Linked DNA regions of Pan troglodytes: region 1 is linked to region 2. The links are chromatin contacts, called in public Hi-C maps. All regions are on one chromosome and are shown on one strand. Each heading gives the region's core, a stretch centred on a gene start, on an enhancer-like site or on the middle of the called end of the contact. The rest is flanking DNA. Distances are from core to core; before and after follow the strand shown. Region 1 overlaps ASIC2 (acid sensing ion channel subunit 2). Region 2 holds the start of ASIC2 (acid sensing ion channel subunit 2).

Region 1 (6,491 bases), core at 937-3,436, 220 kb after region 2:
TCAGTAGTCAGACAGCCCGGCGCTGCATTCCAGGCCTGGTAGTTAAAAATCAACCCCTGACTTAACTGCTTGTGTTATCTATAGATTCCAGACATTGTATGGAAAAGCATCGTGAAAATCCCTGGCCTGTTCTGCTCTGTTCTGATTACCGGTGCATGCAGCCCCCTGTCACGTACCCCCTGGTTGCTCAATCGATCACGACCCTCTCACACGGACCCCCTTAGAGTTGTAAGCCCTTAAAAGGGACAGGAATTGCTCACTCGGGGAGCTCGGTTTTTGGAGACGTGAGTCCGCCGATGCTCTCAGCTGAATAAAGCCCTTTCCTTCCACAACTCGGTTTCTGAGGGGTTCTTTTCTGCGGCTCATCCTGCTACATAGGAAGAGATGCAAAGTAAAACTGCATCAGTCCCAGCTGCTAGAGAGGCTGAGGCAGGAGAATGGCATGAACCTGGGAGGCGGAGCTTGCAGTGAGCCGAGATCGTGCCACTGCACTCCAGCCTGGGCAGCAGAGAGAGACTCCGTCTAAAATAAACAAACAAACAAACAAACAAATAAATAAATAAATAAATCTGCACTAGGCAGCCAAAGAAACAAGGGAGTTGTAAAATCTGGGCCCCGGCTCTCCCCTGGCATCCCCTCCACCACCTGTGGGTCTGCTCCATTTTCCTGCTGGCACCAGCTGACTCCCTGGACTCACACATGGCTCCTGTACCCCCAGAACTCTGGCCCACTGGGGCCACTGCCAAGCTCACCTCGACACACCCCTGCAGTGCAGGAGCTTCATCCCTCAGGGTAGAGAGAGAAGGAACTGTTATAGTGGTACTTCTCAGCACTTTTACCTGGCTTCCTACAGGGAAATGATACTTTTGTTTGAAGCAAACTTTATTGTGTTGCTCACAGCATGAGGCATATTCACAGACAGCGATGGTGGGATGGTGGGCCCAGGCTCTGGTCTCCAGCCCTTATTCTACTACCTGAAGCACGATGGGGACTAACATCTCAGCCACTGAGATCCTGGATAGAAAATCTTAAAACAAACTGAACCAGGGTTGTGAAAGGGTGGCACAATATGGAATAAGAACAAGCTACAGGTGAATTTCTAGAATTCTGTCCAGAAAGCTTGACATAGGCAGTGACATTCTTCTTACATATATACGGCCTTTGAGGCCCAAATGAAACACAAAAGGAGCCAGGTCAGACAATTTCTTTCCAGTAATTCCTGAAATACAACAAAGGCAGGGGAAACCCATAAGTGATAGAATCCAGTTTTCCCTGCTTTGCGGATAAAGACAGATTACTGATGTTTGCAGCCTCGGTTACCTAACAGACTTTCAGACTTCTATTACTATTACTTGCTGCAAACTTCTATTATCACAAGTTTTCTTTTACTAACCTGAACAATTGTAGAAGACTAAAGCAAAAAGTTGGTCCTGTACAGCACCCATCGACAGTGAGGCCTGCTGTGCTGGTTTGAGAGTCTTATAGCCATGACGCCCACCACCAGTTAGCAAAGTGGAGACCAAGAAGTAGCTTGTTATGAGCCAAGGATTCTCTGTGACTGTGTTCACAAGCAACCACACCTTTTCAATTCTGATATTGTGAAGCCTTTTATCGTATATTTTCTACTTCCCAAGCTTTGTAATAATACAGGCACTAGATGGCACCCCCTGAAGCTTAGGCTATTTTGGCTAAGGTGAAGGAAATGCTTTGCACGGCAGGCAGTAAACCTAGAGATGGATTCACAATGAATTAATAGGAGACAGGAAGGCCAGGGTCAGGGCACCTCCTCCTTGGACAAGACTGGCAGGACAAAGGGCACTTCCTGTCCTCCTGAGGCTGCTGTCAGAAGAGAATACTGGGCTGACCCTGCAGCGGGATCTTCTGCTCAGAGCCCACGAGATTTGTTGTTGCATTTGCGTAAGTGGGGATCTCAGCAGGGAAGCCTCTATACTCTGAAATGCTTCCGAGCCCCAGAAGGTGATGAATGCAAATGCAATCCAGGGCTACTTGGTGAACGTTGAATTAACTGTAGAAAATTACCTAAATGAGGTTGGTGAGTGAAATGTAAATGAGCCCAGGCTCCGCAGGAGCTAAGGAAAGGATCACAGTGGGAGACACAGTCAAGTAGGAGGTTGGGAACTTGGGAGTGAGCACTAACCAAATGTAGAAAGCCATGTAAACAGCTCGGTCGGGGGCAGTGGCTGGGAGGGCGGGGCAAGGCAAAGGGGCTGGCGAGCTAACCGGGGAACAGAGCTAATGAGGGAACAAAACAGTGGAATGGTGAGCTGAGCCAGTCTCCTGCAGATTCTGACCATCCAATGGGGGGTCTGAGGGGAGGCAGAGATTCACTTACTGAGGCAGTTTAGGCCCCAGCAACTCAAATAGCGTTCTTGTGCACCCTCGTTAAGGCAGTGCTATCTGGTTTGAGTAAAAGCATGAGAGTGGGTGGGTCATGATAAAGATGCCAAGAAAGAAGAAGGAAAATGTCATGAGAATCCAAGAACGAGCGCCTCCCTACATGCAGACCTCCCAGAAACGGGCCAGGAGCAGGAAAGGCTGATGTTTGCAGCCTCGGTTACCTAACAGACTTTCAGGCTTCTACTACTATTACTTGCTGCAAACTTCTATTTTGCCTGGTTGGTCCCTCAGAGTCTCATCTCTCCCCTGACATCCCCTCCTCCATCTGTGGATCTGCTCCATTTTCCTGCTGGCACCCGCTGACTCCCTGGACTCACACATGGCTCCTGCACCCCGAGAACTCTGGTCCATTGTGGCCATTGCCCAGCTCACCCCCATGTACCCCTGAAGTGCAGAAGCTCCACCCCTCCGGAGCCCTGACACTACATTTCCAAGAGAGGGGTCTGACAGGCACAGTTCATCTTTTGAGGTGAAGCTCAGAGCCCTTGCTTCCTGTCCAGTCTATGGTTTGGCTGCACTTGGGCCAGCTGTTGACCCTAGTCCAACCAAAGAGTGGGTCATATCATAAAGAGCATAGGTGTAGAGGATATGGGAGGAGGCATGGGTCACCTTAGAGCAGTGATTCTCCACAAAGGGTGGGAACCACAACAGAGCTGCACAGTTCTGGTCAGCTTTTACCACCCACCCCTGAAGTGCCCCTGCCCCCCACGCTGCAGAGTCCCTGCCGTACCAGGACACTGTGCTGGTGGGAAGAGGCACAACTGTCCAGCACATTGAGTTAGAACACCAGGAGAGCACCTTTGAAAGATCGCCAATGGGCAGCAGGGTGGCATCTCTGAAATAACATGGGTTTCCATGAACCAGAGCAGGTAGTTCTGTCTCAGAAATGCAATAATTGTGGTTTTTTTCCAGTTGGCAGGGGGAAAAAAACGAAAAAGCTAAGACAGAAAAGCCTCCCAGTTAAGCTTTTCTCCCATATGTTTTTCTTAAACCTTTGGTGCCTCCTACTGTTTGCCTGCTGTCACTCACTAGAGGATGACAAATGAGCACACAATTAGCAAAATTAGCGGACAAATATTATCAAACAGCTGATACCTCTTGCCTAGATTTGAGATGTTGTTTGTGTGTGAGTCAACCCATGTGTTAACGGCTGTAATTTGATATGGCTTATGCATAACATAGTCATATCTAACTGATGACATTGCTTCTGATTCTCAGGGGTAGGCAGGGGAGGGCAGGAACTGTGGAATAAAAGCAGCGAAACTGATTTGACTTTCTGGGTTTGATTCACTGCTTCCCAACTTGCTGAATGACACTGGGCAAGTGAACTAACCTCCCTGAGCCTCAATTTGCTCATTTATGAAATGACAACAAATAATAGTGTCTTAATTCTTTTGGGCTGCTCTAACAAATACCATAGATTGGGTAATTTATAAACAGTAGAAATGTATTGCTCACAGTCCCGAAGGCTGGGAAGCCCAGGATCAAGGCAGCAGCAGATCAGGTGTCTGGAAAGGCTCCCTCTGTGCTGCATTGATAGTGCCTATTGCTGTGTCTTCACATGGCAGAAAGGGTGAAGCAGTTCCCTTCAACTTCTTTTATAAGAGCACTATTTCTCTTCATGAGAATGTAACCCTCATGGCTTATTCACTTTCCCAAATCTCCCACCCACCTCTTACTACTCTCACATTGGAGAGTCAATTCTTCCAACATAAGAATTTGGGGAGGACACCAGCATTCAGACCTTAGTGAGTGATCATACAGGTTGAGCATCCCTAATCTGAAAATCCAGTATTCAAAATGTTCCAAAACTGAGGCTAGGCACAGTGGCTCATGCCTGTAATCACAGCAGTTTGGGAGGCCAAGGTGGGAGGATCGCTTGAAGCCAGGAGTTTGAGACCAGCCTGGCCAACATGGTGAAACCCTGTCTCTACTAAAAATACAAAAATTAGCCAGGCATGTTGGCACATGACTGTAATCCCAGCTACTCAGGAGGCTGAGGCATGAGAATCTCTTGAACCCAGGAGACTGAGTTTGCAGTGAGCAGAGAGATTGTGCCACTGCACTCCAGTCTGGGCAACAGAGCGAGACTCTGTCTCAAAAAAAAAAAAAAATCCAAAACTTTTTGAGCACCAAGATGACAGTGCAAGTGGAAAATTCTGTGCCTGACCTCATGTGACGAGTCACAGTCAACATGCAGGCACACAACACACGGTTTAATCAGCCTGCCATTGTTTGCTATTGCTCTTGCTTAATAGCAGATACAGGTATTCTGGTGATGCTACTGTGCTGCTTGGTTACCCCGAATACATGATTTTTCCCACCGTATTAATGGTCTGTCCTATTTTTTTACTCTTAAGTACTTATGCATGAATCAGTATAAGAAAATGGTTGCTTTAGGTAGCATCAAAATTCAGAGTCAGGAATAATGGTGACACAAAGCAACCACAGGTTGTCCACATGGGTGGCTGAGATGGTGACACCCTTGCTTTCTGATGGCTCAGTGTACACAAACTTTGTTTTATGCACAAAACTATTAAAAATACTGTATAAAATTATCTTCAGGCTATGTGTATAAGGTATATTAAAACACAAATAAATTTTGTGCTTAGACGTGTGGCTTATCCCCGAGATATCTCATTATCTATATGCAAATATGTATTCAAAAATCCCAAAAAAAAGTTCAAAATTCAAAATACGTCTGGTCCCAAGCATTTTGGATAAGGGAGACTTAACCTGTAATACTTCCGCAAGGTTTTTGTGAGGATTAAGTGAACTACTCCATATAAAGCACTTAATACATAAGTGCTCAAAACATAAAAATAGGGTGACCTACATTTGTATTTTTAGACCTCTCAATTGAATTAAATAACAGTATTTTTGCTTCTGTAAAGAGGACACAAACTTTCAGGCACTCAACCACCTAACCGAGTTCAAGAACCCCCTGACTTCGATGATAGTCTATGGGGCTCCCAAAACATCACTGCAAGAGATCTACTAATGTTAACAATGATTATTTCCTGTATTTGGATAATAATTTATTAGAGTTAGAGCCTTCTGCATCTAAAAAAAGTCTTGTCGTTGCGGGGCACATACACATTTTGTGACTTCTTAAGATCTTTTAAATATTGCTATAGCTCAGATCTTCCACTGGCCAAAGAAGTATTGTGAAATCCAGTGGCCACCCACGCAGTCTTGGGTAGAGCAGGGTGGAAAAGGGGAGTGACAGTGCTGTCAATGGACTGCAGCCTCCATACCATGGGCACAAGAATGGCCAGGGCAAGTCAAAACTGAGCCCCAGTCTGGGAGGATTTGGAAAGTAGACACCCAGAATTGGATTTAGAAGAACCTGGGCCATGGAAGCAGAGCTGCCCCAGCCATGAGGGGAATGTGGTGCCCAATCCCAGAATGTGGAGTGGGGGATCCTCAACCCAACCTTTCTAAGGTAGGAGTGGGGCTTTGAGGCTGAGGTCACATTGGGCAGCAGACGAGGCCACATGGCCGCAGTTATTGGGAGAAGAGAGCTATTGTGACTTGCACCACACTCCCCTGAGAGGTCTAATCCCCATTCTGCAGTCTTGGAAGAAAGAAGCTCTATGTGGCCTTCTCCTTTGTTCTGTACACCAGAAGCAGGGACTCAGTGGTCATTTGAATGCTGTGGTCCAGTGATTTCTGGGTTACCATTGGCCTTCCCTGGAGGGGAGGAGGAGAAGTGTCATGCATGGGGTGCCTTCAGTGCATTTGGCGCTTATTTTCTTCTCCTCATTCAACCCTTGTGCAAGTTGGTATGGAGATATGACCACCTCCCTCTTACAGATGAGAAATGAGCATTGGAAGGGTTAAGGAACCAGGCAAAGGTCACATAGCTGGACTTGAATCCAGATCTGCTGCCTTCAACCCTTTCTCTGCCCATGCACTGGAAAGGCCTGAGGCATCAACCCTGCAGCATGGTGGCCAGAGAAGCAGGGAAGGCAGGAAGCCCAGCCCTGGGTACACTGGCCCTGAGTTCTTCTGCTCAGCTGAGTATAGAGACAGTAAGCTGGGAGGTGGGCGTGATGGATCTCTGACCTCTG
Region 2 (7,243 bases), core at 4,695-7,194:
TCTCCGCGCCGCGCGCTGCCTCTTCTCCCCGGTGCTAGCAGCGGCCGCTGGCATTTGGAATTCTGCCCACAAAAGGGGGCCTGGAGGAGGAGGAGAGGAGGGACGGAGGCCGGCGGCGAGAAACGGCATTCGGAGTCCAAAACATCATGGGAAAAGGAACCGAGCGGCGGCGGCTCTGAAGGCTGTGCCGCTGCGCCCGACCGCAGTGCATCAGCGTGGCCGCCCTGACATCCCCCAGGATGGTTAACATGGGGCATTATGCGCTGGTTAACAGGCTCCGAGCGGCTCAGCGACTTGTTTTAAGCATTTTCTCTCTCGCTCTCGCTTTTAATCTTGTCTCTAGTGGCGTGTGTAGGGGGGAGGACTTTATTTCCATTGGCTAAGCTCTCCCTTCCCACCCACATCTCTTCCACATCACCTTGGTGTCTCCCTAAATAAAACCAGCCCTCCTTATCGCCTGGAAAAAATCAAGAGCTAGAGTTTGAATGGGTTTTATATAAACACTCACCCCTGTCAGCGTGCGGCTGGGCTCTCAGGATAAACTCACAGCATCTGGCGCGATGCTTGCCTTGCGTTCTCTCCCCTGAACGTCAAGGTTTAAGCAGAGCCCGAGGACTGGGAGCTCTTCTCTGAAATTCGATCAACCTGAAGCCAGTTGCGGAACTGCACGGGGTCCCGATGGACCTCAAGGAAAGCCCCAGTGAGGGCAGCCTGCAACCTTCTAGCATCCAGATCTTTGCCAACACCTCCACCCTCCATGGCATCCGCCACATCTTCGTGTATGGGCCGCTGACCATCCGGCGTGTGCTGTGGGCAGTGGCCTTCGTGGGCTCTCTGGGCCTGCTGCTGGTGGAGAGCTCTGAGAGGGTGTCCTACTACTTCTCCTACCAGCATGTCACTAAGGTGGACGAAGTGGTGGCTCAAAGCCTGGTCTTCCCAGCTGTGACCCTCTGTAACCTCAATGGCTTCCGGTTCTCCAGGCTCACCACCAATGACCTGTACCATGCTGGGGAGCTGCTGGCCCTGCTGGATGTCAACCTGCAGATCCCGGACCCCCATCTGGCTGACCCCTCCGTGCTGGAGGCCCTGCGGCAGAAGGCCAACTTCAAGCACTACAAACCCAAGCAGTTCAGCATGCTGGAGTTCCTGCACCGTGTGGGCCATGACCTGAAGGATATGATGCTCTACTGCAAGTTCAAAGGGCAGGAGTGCGGCCACCAAGACTTCACCACAGTGAGTACTTGGTTTTCAGTTCACTCTGTCTGGTCCTCTGGAGAAGTGGTGCGCCGGTGGTCTCCTGCTTGGTTTGGGGTTTCCTTGTGCTTTGGGACAGGAGAGAGAGCAGTGCCTCACCTGAAGGCCACGAGGGTAGTTGGTCAGAGTTGTGCGAGCTGGTTGCAGGGAAGGCTACCGGCCAGGATAGAGCACTGCTGTCAGATCAAATATGGAGGGTGAGTGGGGGGCTTGCGGTGGGGGATCACTTCCCCAGACGTGCTGAGTTGGCTTCCTCCCAGTCAGAGGGAGGAGGCCTGGGCTGTCCGTTGTCCGGTCCGCTTGGTGTCCGAGCTGTGTGATTGGAACAGCTTGTCATTGACGAGGTGGCATTCTGTGTGTGTGTGTGTGCGTGTGTGTCTCTCTCTGCTCGGAAGTGGCATCAGGCACTGCATCCTGTGGGCTGGGCTGGAGCTAAAGCCGTCAGAGAAGGGGGTGTGGGGCCCAGGCAGTCTGGCTGGCTCCGGTGGCTTTGGGAGCTTGCTGGAGCAGGTGATGCTGCAGAGGTGTGGAAGTCTCCTTGCTTCCTTTCCTTGTGTGAATTCTAAGCTCCATGTGGGGAGAGGAGAGGCCGGGCACCCCAGGGCTCCATCTGATCTGTTGGCAGGTTGAAGCCAAGAGATGTTCAGAGTGCTTGGGCAGAGAGGAGGGTCTGGGCGGAGGCACGTGTGCAAGAGGGTCAGGGAGATGCCTGTGAGGGTGAACCAGTCCCGGCTGCCTTGTCTGGGAGCTTTGGCTTGAAACTCAAAGGCTCGGTTTTCTCTCTGTATAATCACTTAACGACGTGGATGCAGGAGGAGGGGTGCAGGGAGGGGGCGAACAGCTGTGGGAATGGAAAGCCTGGGGGAGGAGTGTGGAGCTGAGTAAAGAGGAAAAGCGGAGGGGGATGTGGCTTACGTTCAGGATGGGGCTTACTGGAGGGGCAGAGAGGAAAGGACGAGAGGAGCACTGTTGCTGCCAGGGTTCTCTCTCCAGTTAGTGGGCTGCTAGGCATAACTTGGCATAATAGGTCATACATCCGCTGCTGACTACTGTTTGCTGCCAGGCACGTCTGGGTATCAGGGGCCGTGGGACCCTCCAGAAGTCCAGTGTGGCTGCTTCCCCCATAGCTGCCTTAGGGAGGATTGAGAGCTTTTGAGTCTCAGAACGTTGAGCCAAAATGCAATTGCAAGTTGGGAATAGCGGGTATAGCAGTTGGGAAGGGGCTGACCTGTGATACCAGCACTTGTCTAGGGTCCTCTGCCTAATGAAGACATTGCTTACCTTTCCTGTGCTGCATCCATTCCTTACCCCCTCTTGGATTCACCAGCCTCTTGCTCTGAGGTTCTTTTAATGCCATAACCAGTCTCTGCCTGTAGCCTCTGTAATTGCTGTTGGCTATCTCCGATTCTGAAAAAGCCCAGAGTGCCGGGGGCATTGCCTCTCGCAATCTGTGTGCTAGAACTCTGTTTCTTGGAGGAGCTGTTTTGTATTATCCCTTTTAAGCCTTGTGAGGAAGAGCACAGCAAAATCGGCAGTAGTGTATGCTAAAGAGGAAGCCAGTCTGAGCTGGGAGAAGGGACCAGTAATATTGGAAGCTCTTCTAAATGCAGCAAACAGGATCCTAAAACATGTCATGCACAAATGATGTCTTAGGTGGCTTGAGGAGAGATAGAGAAAATGCCTTATTCTTGGAGGCTGAAGCCATCACTATATTCCACCCTGTTCTTTCTAGCGCCTGGCAACGCTCGGCTTCACCACTGCACCGTGCAGCTTGGAAATGCACTCAGCTGTTCCTCTGTCTGCCTGAACACACATGGAACACACAGACGACACAGAGGGTGACACAGAGAGAAACTGTAATAAGTAGCAGACTCTGGGTTGAGTTCTCTAGCTTCCTTCTGACTGCATGTCCAACTGGTGGCTTCTTCTGAATCCATGTCTAAGTTCCATTTAGAAGTAAATGTTTTTTGACCCCAGGCTATTGTTTTATACTTGGACCATCTTTTTACTTGCTGAGGTCCCAAGAGGTCTTTAAGATCAGGCCTTAAAGTTCGCCTGAGCTTTTGACCTCTTTGTAATGTTTCCCAAATAGTGAAATTGCCTATGGATAAGATTTACTACTCTGTCAGTGGCATGTCATTATCTGCTGTCCTCAGCAAGTTCAAGAGTAATCTATTTGAGTGTCCATTCCTCAGGCTGGCCCTCTATGTGTGACCTTCCCCATCATTGAAAAGGGGGTGAGCCTCAGTGCTGCTGTTCAAGTTGTTCAGGGAGTGTCAGAAAAAGCATCTACTCCAGGACAGCCCAACGAGGCTCCAGCAGGGAGGCTGGTCTCTGGCCCCAGCTGGGCACAGTGGGCAGCAATGCTGAGCCTTTACTAGAGGGAACATGATGCTGAGTTTGCTCAAGACTTTGTAGTGAGGAGTACTCCTCCCAACTCATCCTTTGTCCCTCTGTCTTTTTTTGGCCTGGGATATAAGCATCCTTCTTATTGGGCTGCCATACCAGAAGAGAGCAGAGAGCCTGGACAGGTGGTTGTTGGAGAAGCCACTTGACCCGCCTTCTCTTATTCATTTTCTCTGCTGTGCATCCCTCTCCAGTTGGCTTATTTTTGAGGCTCTATCTAGGGTTGTACCATGCTAGGTGACTTCTTTCTCTAAGTGCGGTGGCTGACTTATTAGAGAAGTTAAGTATGGGGAAGGGATGTCACAAGGGGATGGCTTTTCTCTGTATTTCTTTTTCTATGAAGCATATCTAATGGCATCTCCAGTGCAAATGCTCTAGCATAAGCTTTCTTATTCCAAGTTCTTAGCTGATGTGCAATGAAGTGTGTAATACCCTTTAATTAGTGAATGAGCCATGATTCTAGCAGAGTGAGAGAAGGCTGTCTGCGGAGGGTAAAAGTCCCAGGGAAGCCAGGTGTGGGATGCTGACTACAATGTAAACAGGTGTGCTTCATGCTCATGCAAGTACACTCTTAGCCCTCAACTAGGACAATCTGATTTCAGATAAGCACACTTTTTTTCCCTCCTGGAAAAGCAGAAGACAGCTTTGATTCCAGATTGTCTACTTAGGGAGGTTGCCTCATTGACCTAGAGTGGAAGGAAGGAGGAGGGATTGTGTCTGTGGCCGTGATGTTGGATAATGTGAGTGCAAGATTAAGAGCAGAAAGACAAAGATTTGAAGCCCAGCTACAACATTGTCTTTCTTATTCCCTGGTTGTATCTTGCATCCTCTCTAGGCCTCGACTTGGTCATCTAACATGTGATAGTAATATTTGACTTACTAACCCACAGGGATGTTGGGAGGCAATATATGTGTACACTGTGCCAGCTACAAAGACGGAAGGCGGGGTTGGTTTCCATATTAGTAGTTGGGCTATTCGCAGGAGTCAGACCTGATGAGTAAAGCTATGAAAGATGAAACCAGGGAGGGAGAGGTGGCTACTGCTTTCTCTGTTTGGAGCAGTGGGTTTACATCCAACCTGACTGAGATGGGGTTTCTTAGAATGGAGGTCACAGTTGGATTCGATAGTTAACTCTTGCTGACAGGTGGTGGCCCCACTGCTTGTGTCCAGGACATGATTGTTTTATGTTTTTTCTCTGCTCATCATGTTAGGGGTCATCTGACTCCAAGTACAGAAATACAAATGACATTTCAGTTTCATACTTAACCTACTTTCATAGTTGTATGTGTTTGTATTTTAAATTTGAGATTTCTTGGGAAATATATTTCTTTCTTTCCTTAACAAAAGAAAGGTCTCTCCACTATGAGATCTTGTTAGAGGCACTGTGTAGATCTTGTTAACTGACATCACCTAACATTATAGAGATGGTGGAGGTGAAGGTTTAGGAAGATCACATCTTTGGAATTCTTGCACAAGGCCAAATGGGTCCATAGCTAATCTAGTCTATCTTTTTTAAAAAAATTATTATTATTATACTAGGAACATGTAGGTGAAGAATGTGAGTTTTAGGGAGAAATCTGAGTTGGAATTCCAACTCTGCCACCAATTTGCTGTATATTTTCGGACAAGTTTCTTAACCTTGATTGTCTCATCTCTAAATTAGGAACAATAATACCTATCACTTAGAGCTATCGTGCTGACTCAGTGCCATAAAATATGTGAAGGCCTACTATGTGGCAGGTGCCTAGAGCAGGGTAGGCCTCTTGCTTTGCTTAGTGTCCCGCAGGAGCTCACTCGACTCTCAGTCCAGTGGTTTGCTCACTATTCCATACTATAACTTCACCAACAGCTTTGGAGCACAGGCAACTGCTGTGTTGGTGGTATTCTCAATTCTCATTATATATTAAGCTTTCACTTTTCTCTGTGCTCTTCATATTAATTCTGCTGCTCAAATGTCCTCTCCTTACCCACCATCTTGGCTTCCACATTGAATCCCATGCTCCCAAACTCAACTCTAGGAAGCTCACTTGTCCTGTGCCAGCCCCTCTCCCCACGCCAGGAATGGGTGACCTATGCACCCTGTGCACAGCTTTTATAGCAGTGTGTCATAGTGCTTCATGCATGGTTATTCGTTTGTCAATCAAATAGAGCACCTATTGTGCAGTGTGATAAAAATAGCCTAAAGCCTTGCCGTTTTAGAACTCCCAGCCCATTTCCCACCCCCTCCAGATGAGGTGATAGCTGAGTGCAAGAATGCAGTCTCATTAAACCCAGACTCTGCATACATCATGCTAAATATGGGGGCTGCCCACAGGAAATACCATGACCCAGGCATGGTTTGCTAATTGAATAGTTACTTGCTGTTCCTGGAATAAACCCAGAACCCTTTACTCAGGGACCTTTCCTATTCTACCTCTTTACTTTTTTTTTTTTTTTTTTTCTTGAGATGGAGTCTCACTCTGTTGCCCAGGCTGGAGTGTAGTTGTGCGATCTTAGCTCACTGCAACCTCCACCTCTCAGGTTCAAGCGATTCTCCTGCCTCAGCTTCCTGATTAGCTGGGACTACAGGCGCCTGCCACCATGCCTGGTATTTTTAGTAGAGATGGGGTTTCACCAGATTGGCCAGGCCGGTCTCGTACTCCTGACCTTGTGATCTGCCCACCTTGGCCTCCCAAAGTGCTAGGATTACAGGCGTGAGCCACCACGCCACCCTCTTTACTTTTTATACCTCTTTCTCCATGTCTATTTATCTAAATCCTAGTCATCCTTCAAAATCCAGCTTTACCATCACTGTAGCCTTCTCCAGGAAACCATTGCCCATCCCCTTCCCATTCCCATAATCTAAATTACTCTCTTTCTCGTCTGCTTCTAAACAGCATTTTGGTTTATTCCTCTGTTAGAACAGTCATTATTCTTTTTCTTGCATTAGAATCATGAAGTGCTTGGGCTAAAAATGACCTTAGAAATGATTTAACACCCTAGTTTTTTAGCCACTGATAATTTTTAATTTTAAAAAGTTTATTAGTAAAAGGTACATATATTTATGATGTACAACACTGCTTTGATGTATGTATACATTGTGGAGTGGCTAAATCAAACTATTTAACATATGTATTACCTCATATACTTACCATTTTCTTGGGGGGATGGTAAGAACACTTAAAATTTACCCCCTTAGCAATTTTCAGTTGTTCAATATATTGTTATTAACTCTAGGCATTATGATGTACAATAGATTTCCTGGGCTTGTCTCTCCTGTTGAACTGAAATTTTATGTCCTTTGATCCATATCTCACCTATCCACCCTGCCACTCCCCAGTCCCCAGTAATCACCATTCTACTCTCTGTTTCTATGAGTTTGACCTTCTAAGATTCCACATAGAAGTGAGATCATGCAGTATTTGTCTTTCTGTGCCTGACTTATTTCACTTTGCATAGTGTCCTCCAGGTTCATCTATGTTGTCACAAATGACAGGATTTTCTTCCTTTTTAAAGGCTGAATAGTATTCCATTGTGTATATATATCACAAATCTTTATTTATTCACCTATCGATGGACACTAGGTTGATTCCATATCTTGGC

The links. Hi-C and Micro-C count contacts between places; a contact is called where the count stands out from the background.
Region 1: a contact with region 2 is called in a Hi-C map of induced pluripotent stem cells, with 2.7 times the contacts expected there. The contact joins two enhancer-like sites. A contact is called at or near these places in 1 of 7 Hi-C or Micro-C datasets (induced pluripotent stem cells), 1 of 1 datasets of contacts at active chromatin or transcription factors (stem cell-derived excitatory neurons) and 1 of 1 other capture datasets (stem cell-derived neural stem cells).

What each region holds. Positions count from the first base shown.
Region 1 is chr19:33,674,010-33,680,500 of NHGRI_mPanTro3-v2.0_pri, forward strand. The region is part of intron 1 of ASIC2 (acid sensing ion channel subunit 2); the gene reads left to right. Among named protein-coding and RNA genes, the nearest start is that of ASIC2, 230 kb to the left of the region's middle. Within about 2 kb of position 2,187, at least 5 of the 24 cell types and tissues checked have an H3K27ac peak or open chromatin away from gene starts, as enhancers often do. A contact at or near this core is called in induced pluripotent stem cells, where this site is marked.
Region 2 is chr19:33,445,952-33,453,194 of NHGRI_mPanTro3-v2.0_pri, forward strand. ASIC2 (acid sensing ion channel subunit 2) reads left to right here and starts at 443. Exons shown (of 10, transcript XM_063799639.1): 1 at 443-1,233. The coding sequence starts at 679. Within about 2 kb of position 5,945, at least 1 of the 24 cell types and tissues checked has an H3K27ac peak or open chromatin away from gene starts, as enhancers often do. A contact at or near this core is called in induced pluripotent stem cells, where this site is marked.